2 separate regions of the Pan troglodytes genome follow, and region 1 is linked to region 2. Evidence: chromatin contacts called from public capture Hi-C data. All regions are on one chromosome and are shown on one strand. Each heading gives the region's core, a stretch centred on a gene start, on an enhancer-like site or on the middle of the called end of the contact. The rest is flanking DNA. Distances are from core to core; before and after follow the strand shown.

The links. Capture Hi-C pulls out chosen DNA fragments and counts their contacts.
Region 1: a contact with region 2 is called in a capture Hi-C map of stem cell-derived neural stem cells, with 4 times the contacts expected there. The contact joins two enhancer-like sites. A contact is called at or near these places in 4 of 7 Hi-C or Micro-C datasets (blood, induced pluripotent stem cells, a lymphoblastoid cell line and 1 more) and 1 of 1 other capture datasets (stem cell-derived neural stem cells).

Annotation. Positions count from the first base shown.
Region 1 is chr21:44,223,620-44,226,893 of NHGRI_mPanTro3-v2.0_pri, reverse strand. The region is part of intron 7 of TTI1 (TELO2 interacting protein 1); the gene reads left to right. Among named protein-coding and RNA genes, the nearest start is that of TTI1, 46 kb to the left of the region's middle. Within about 2 kb of position 1,308, at least 12 of the 24 cell types and tissues checked have an H3K27ac peak or open chromatin away from gene starts, as enhancers often do. A contact at or near this core is called in stem cell-derived neural stem cells, where this site is marked.
Region 2 is chr21:43,802,518-43,805,934 of NHGRI_mPanTro3-v2.0_pri, reverse strand. No RefSeq gene overlaps it. Among named protein-coding and RNA genes, the nearest start is that of BLCAP, 38 kb to the right of the region's middle. Within about 2 kb of position 2,059, at least 5 of the 24 cell types and tissues checked have an H3K27ac peak or open chromatin away from gene starts, as enhancers often do. A contact at or near this core is called in stem cell-derived neural stem cells, where this site is marked.

The DNA.
Region 1 (3,274 bases), core at 59-2,558, 420 kb before region 2:
GAAGAGATGGCCAGAGAGGAGGAGAGTGTGGAGGCTATGCTGCCAGAGAGGGAACAACGGGAACACCAAAATAACTTAGTGAGTATGCCTGCTTTCCCACAAGTGAGCTTACTTTCCCACTGCATTTAACCGTGCCCACATAGAGAGAGCCTGTATCGTGTTCCTAAGGAGACATTTCTGAGTAACTTCTTTAGAAGCCCCAAATAAGTAAGCAAACAAACAGATCACAAAGCCACATGTTCTTTACCACTGGCATTTACCCTGATGGCTCATGAGAGCATTTTATAAATCCAGAAAGAGATGGAGAACAGCAGATCCCTCAAGCAAGTAATTGACACAGGAAGAATAGCCTGTCACCCAGGAGAGCTGGAAGCCCTGCATTTCAGTTACAGTTTATTTAGCTTCACTGGGCCTTCATTGGCTGGCGCTTTTCTAGATCTCTCTTTGAGCAGATGTTGTCTAGACAGAGATGGTGAGAACATATTCTGTAATATTTGCTCCTGCAGCAGAGCAGAGGGGGTTCTTTTTGGTTTTGCCATATTGAGAGGGTGGGGGTGGGTAATGATCCAGTGCCCATGATTGAAAACTCTCGTGGTCTGTTGGAGCTACCAGGGATCTTAGAACTGGTCTGGTCCACTCGCTCTTTACAGAGAAGCAACTTGCCGTGCCTCTCCTCAGGAAGCCATGCCTGGTGCCACCCGCACATCACTTCTAGGATGGCCCTTGCCACAGTGTGCCATGGGCCTCTGTGATCCCTTAGGCTACCCCAGCAGACAGGGAGCCCTGAGGGCAGAGCCTTTTTTGTCCCTCTCTCTTTGTGCCTCAAGCACCTCAATTAGGGCCTGGGCTGGACCAGGCTTTAGTAAACGTTTGATAAACCATGAAGAGATAAAACTTAAACCCAGCTGACCAGATTCCAGGAGCACGTTTCCTCCCTCCCCATTCCCACCTCCTCGCCCCCAGCTTGCTCACTAGGGGCACCCCCATACTGATCACGAAGGAAGGAGCCACTTCTGGTTTGGCATCTGGAGTTTATTAGGTACTTACTGATAGCCGTCAGTTGTAGATAGGGCTGAAGTGCAGGCAAATGGCTGCCTGCATGGAGTGAAATTCAATAAAACTGCATTTTAAGTGAAAAATCAGTATAAACACCAGGCTTCTTTGCCATGGAAACAGTTGCTTAGAAACTGCCTAACAGCGAGTTCTAAATTTTTTAAAGTCAAGTTATCATTTAAGCTACACGGCCTTACAGGTTATTGAGAGATAATCACTCGCCTCAGGACACTCGGAGGCATGTGGCACAGCTGAGTGCCTCCCGATACTCTGGGGACCAGATAATCTCTTGATAACTGTGCTCTCTGGAGCCACTGATTTGGGCCTGGGGGGAGGAGAAAGAAATTTTTGTTCAGGAGTTAAATGGTGTACATATATTTTTTAAAAAGTGTTTCTCTTTGGGTTTGAAAAAAGATGGAACTGGCCATTTGGCGTGTTCAACAGCCATCCCTGCGCATCGCAAAATGTATTGGGAACATTTTCCAGGCAGTTACCCCAGTCACTTCAAAGCAGAGGTCCTGTCTTTGTCTTCTGGCTTTGGCTTATGCAAAAGGAGTTTTCAACAACTTTGGCTTTCAGCTGTTCACTCTCTGGTTTCAGCTAAGGCTGGGCAGGAACTGGCCCCAGGACAAAGTGACACCAGAGTTTGGAACAAAGCCTGGCGCTAAGGACTCAGATCAGACCTCCTGGGCCTCAGGCTCAGCTCCCAGGGGCTTAAAGCCAACAAGGGTGCGGTTTGGAATTTGTCGTGTTTAGAGTTCAGCAGGCCGCATGCCTCTCGGAGTGAGAGCACAGCTACACTTGCCAGCCATCTGGTTGCATGGCACGGCATTTGCTCCCCACCTCAGGCATGCAGAGGACAAAGTATATTGCATTTGTTTCTTCCTGAAAATAATGGGTGAAATTAGAACATCATTGGCTGAGAACTGGGACACCCCCACCAAGTCAGTATGGAGAAAATTATGAGTGAAACAAAAGACAAATGTTTTGCCCTTTTCAGGGTATCTGAAAATTATCCATGGCATGGTAGTGCTGCTAAGATTGGTGGTGTTAATTATGCCTCAGATTCTGTGTCTGTCTCTCTCTTTCTGGAAGAAAAGAAGGAATACTGTTTTCATCATATACTTCAAAGTGTTGTCCTGCACCTCCTCTCCTCAGAGCCTCAGAACGACCTGTGAGGAGAGTGGGCCAGGTGTGATCATCTTTGGAGAAAGAGGAAACAGGTTCATGAGGCAAAATCACTTGCTCCAAGCCACAGAGGTGGGAGAAGGAACGTGCATTCCTGCCATTCTGGGGCATCTGCCCCTTTAAGAGCAAAGAAATGAGACCCAAAACAGTCCTTCCAAGAGTTTGGCTCTTGCTTAATAAAAGAAGGTGAACTTTGCACAAGTTTTTCCTTTGCTTTTCTGTTAATATTTTATGTGGATATCTTGCAGGGCAAAAAGAGTGGCTTATTTTCTTTTCCTTTCCTGCCAACAAATACGACATTCATATTTAGCATGTTAAAAAGAGCTCAGAAAATGAACATTGCAGCATTTTCATGCTGTGTAAGTCAGAGCGCAGCTATGACTGAACTGGGTCGTGGCACCGCTTTGCTGGGTGTTGCCCAGATAAAAATATTCCTTGAAGCTGGGAGAGCACCATGCTGTAGCTTGAGAAATTGTTCCAGCTCTTGAAAGGGGAAAAAAATCAAATGAAACCATTTGCATTCTAACAGTCTTTGGCACCAGGGAAAACTGTCAACTGTGTCACGTGTAAATAGAAATCTGCTCCCCGCTTTTGGTGCGTTTGTTCATAATTTCCCTTGCCACTCTAATTATCAAAGATATTTTTATTTTTAAACAAAAATTGTCTCCCACGCAGGCCTCATCTTTCTGCGGTGAAGTGGAAACGATGAATTAGAATATTCTAATCACTTCTCCAACAACCACTGTGGAGGTTATAAACACAAGATTATCCTAGCAAAGAAAAGTAAATTGTTTGGACACAGAACAGGCCAGGAAAAAATTCAGTAGGCCAGGCCCGGTGCTCACACATGTAATCCTACACTTTGGGAGGCTGAGGAGGGTTGATCACCTGAGGTCAGGAGTTCAAGACCAGCCTGGCCAACATGGTGAAACCCCGTCCCTACTAAAAATACAAAAATTAGCCGGGCATGGTGATGGATGCCTGTAATCCCAGCTACTCAGGAGGCTGAGGCAGGAGGATCGCTTGAACCCAG
Region 2 (3,417 bases), core at 810-3,309:
TGCCAGAGAATATATTCTTTTAATATGTATAATATATTTGAGCTGCTACATGGCTCGTAGGAGGAAGGGGAGGTGGGGGTGGCTCACAATTGACATTTCAGAGGCATTTCCAGGGACAGAGAAACAGCTGACTTTGGGGAAGGGGAGGGCTCCGTTCAGCGAAGGTTGGCCTCTGGGGGCCCTGTCGCCAAGTGGATGTGGCGTCCAAAACATAATCCCTACGTCGTGCCTGGACCTAGCACTGGTATTTATTTGGTCCTTTGAGAGGTTTCGTCTGATCCTTTTGGGTAGCCATAGTTTTCTGTTGTTAAGTGGTGTTCAGTTATAACAAAGGACTTGGAGGCAATGTTTTCTGTATCTGTGGCAGCCACAGAAGTTCCAGGCCATGTGCAAGCTGTGTGACCTTGGGCAAACTGCTTAAACTCTCTGAACCTTAGCGCCTTCACCTGTAAAAGGAGACAGCAGGTCTGCCTTGCTGGATGAAAGTGCATCATGCATTGAACATGCCCACGGGAGGAAAGAGAAGGCCAAGTGGGTGTTCACACTGGGGATATGACCCAGTAATGGGGAGCGAGGGAGGCCTCCCCTGAAGAAGTGATGCTTGTGGGGAGACCTACAGGATGACCCCCAGGTGAAGAGGGCCAGTGAGAGAATGTTCCATGAACCTCCCCAGCCTGTCAAGGCAAGGGACACATTTTGGCCATTTGAGCCCCTCTCGTGGGATGGATTCAGAATGAACTGGACTGCCAGCATCTGCCTGACTTATCTTAGCATCATCCTAGGGACCCAAAGGGCCCTCAGAGTCCCAGCCCTCCCCACCTCCATCTCTGCAAGTGCTCGGTGCAAGGACTTCAGCCTCTGGGTCCTGTTTTGCTTGCCAGTTTCTCTTGGTGCTTCCCCCAGCCACTTCCCAGGAGGCAAATTAATATCTTCCTTGGTAGCTGTGATCATTTAGAAATGAGGTCAAAATTAAAAGGTAGCTTGTTTTTCCCTGGCATTTCTCGACATCTCTGACTCTCCAGCAGCCTCTGCTCATGTGTGTCTCTTGGCGCTCCCTCCAAACTCTCCCACCACTGCCTCTTCCCTCACCTGGGTCTGGCCACCTAGAAGAGGAAGACAGGAGTCACCACAGTCCTAGTGGGAAAACAACTACTGGGCTCTGGGGCAGGGATTCCCACATAGGGGCCACCTGAGAGCTTCTGTGTCAAAAGATCTGGGACCTGAGAATCATATTGACCAAAGCTCCCAGGCAATACTGAAGCTGGACCAAGTTTGGAAGCCTTAATCCTTGAGTTCAGAACCACAACCTACCTGCAAAGACAGGGAATACGTAGGGAGGGCTGGATTCCGTCCTGGGATCCCTTACAGCCCATCCCGCGTTTCACACACCTGTCCCCACCTTGGAAAAAGGCACTTCCAACTACCCAAGGCTTCAAGGCAATTTGATTTGATTTGATAAATAAATTAAATAAACCCTATTTATTTATTTATTTGTATTTTTTTGAGACACAGTTTCACTCTGTTGCCCAGGCTGGAGTACAGTGGCATGATCCTGGCTCACTGCAACCTCTGCCTCCTGGGTTTAAGCGATTCTCCTGCCTCAGCCTCTCAAGTAGCTGAGAATACAGATCCGTGCCACGATGCCTGGCTGATTTTTGTATTTTTAGTAGAGACAGGGTTTCGCCATGTTGGCCAGGCTGGTCTCGAATTCCTGACCTCAGTTGATCCACCCACCTCCGCCTCCCAAAGTGCTGGGATTACAGGCATGAGCCACCACGCCCCGCCAATCCTATTTTAAAATACATCCAGAATCCACCACCTCCACAGCCACCACCTTGGTCTGAGCCACCAGCAGCTGTCCCCTGATTCATGGCAACGGCGTCCTCTCTGGCCTTCTGACTGCCCTTCACGCCCTGTCCAGGCCCACTCTCCACCCAGCAGCCTGAGGATCTTATAAAAGGATGAGTCTGATTGTTTTCCTTGCCCTAGCTCACCCTTTCCACTGGCCTCGCCTCTGCACGGCTGACTCCAACTCATCTTTCAGCTCCTGGTTTAAATGCTGCCTCATTAGAGGGAACTCCCCTGACAGCTGCAGCTAAGAGCAGCCTCCCCCTCCTCAGTCGTCCTTTCTGTCTGCCCTTTCTTGGTTTCCTTCACAGGACTTTGTAATTGTTTGTTGGTTTGTTGTTTACTTGCTTGGCACGCTGCCTCCTCTCTCTGGACGGTGGGGTCTCTAGGGGCAGAGCCTCACTTTTCTGTTTACTGCTCTCTCCCGGGCACCCAGCACAAGGCCACGGACAATGGGTGTCCGTATACAGTTCTAGAAGAACAGGAAGGCAATAACTGATTGGTCCAATTCATCGTTTTGAGTCGGGCTGCTTAGGTAAGGATGCTGTAGGCGCGATCACCATCCCATGGTCCAGTAGGCAGGTCTAGGAATGAGCAGGGTCTGGAGGTGGTCATGTCTGGAGAATGCAAGGATGGGATGCCCAGGACGCTGGCCCAGGCTCCCCTTAAGCTTCTGACCTGCGCTAGGATGAAGCCGAAAGCAAGGGAGAAAACTGAACATGCCTGTTCCCTACACACCCATTTTACAGATGAATAAATGGGTCCTCAACCTAGCCCTCACAGTGAGCAACTTCCAGAGGGCCAAGTCCCCCCAGCCCTACCCTCCAGACCTCATCCCTGAGCTGGCGGACCTCCCCACAGCTGGCGAGGGTCTCTGAGGGGACTGAGAGGTCATTGAGTCCAATCCCCCACCTCTGAGCCAGCCTGTGCAGCCCAGGTAGAGAACAGCGCTCCCACTGCATTTCCTAAGTCTAGGGACAAGCTTGGTGCTGTGGAATTTGAGACTGGAATTTAGGAGGTCTGAGTAGCCTCCCTTCTCCTCTCTGGGCCTCAGTTTCCCCTTCCTGGGGGCTCTGGGCGTCAGGCGGCCGGAGCGTGGTCTCTGGGGCCGCAGCCGCTCTCCGCGGAGCGCCGGCGCCCCCTGCGGGAGAGGAACGGAAAGAGCAGGCCGGGCTCTCGCCGCCGCCGCGATTTTCCCACCGTCTCCTCCCAGGCGCCGGGAGGCGGCGGGCGCTGTCTGAAGGCGGAGGGCGGCCTCTTGGGGTCTGCAGCACCACCAGGCCTGGAACCACAGACGAGACAGATTCACAGACACACAGAGACACAAACACCCACCGACCTCAAAGACTCCAGACCCCTAAACCATGCACACAGGTCCACCCACCCTTTCCCCAGGCAACCCCGGCCCCTTCCCGCGGTCCCAGGAGCCCCGAAGAGCAAAGGGCAGCTGTTGGCAGAAGGCGTGGACAGAACTCGGACACGCGGGCCGGGTGTCCTCACGCGAGTGAGTCCTGGAGGCCGCTCAGAGGGTGGGAAGGAGAAGGGGAGGGGCTGGGCCTGCATAAGCCC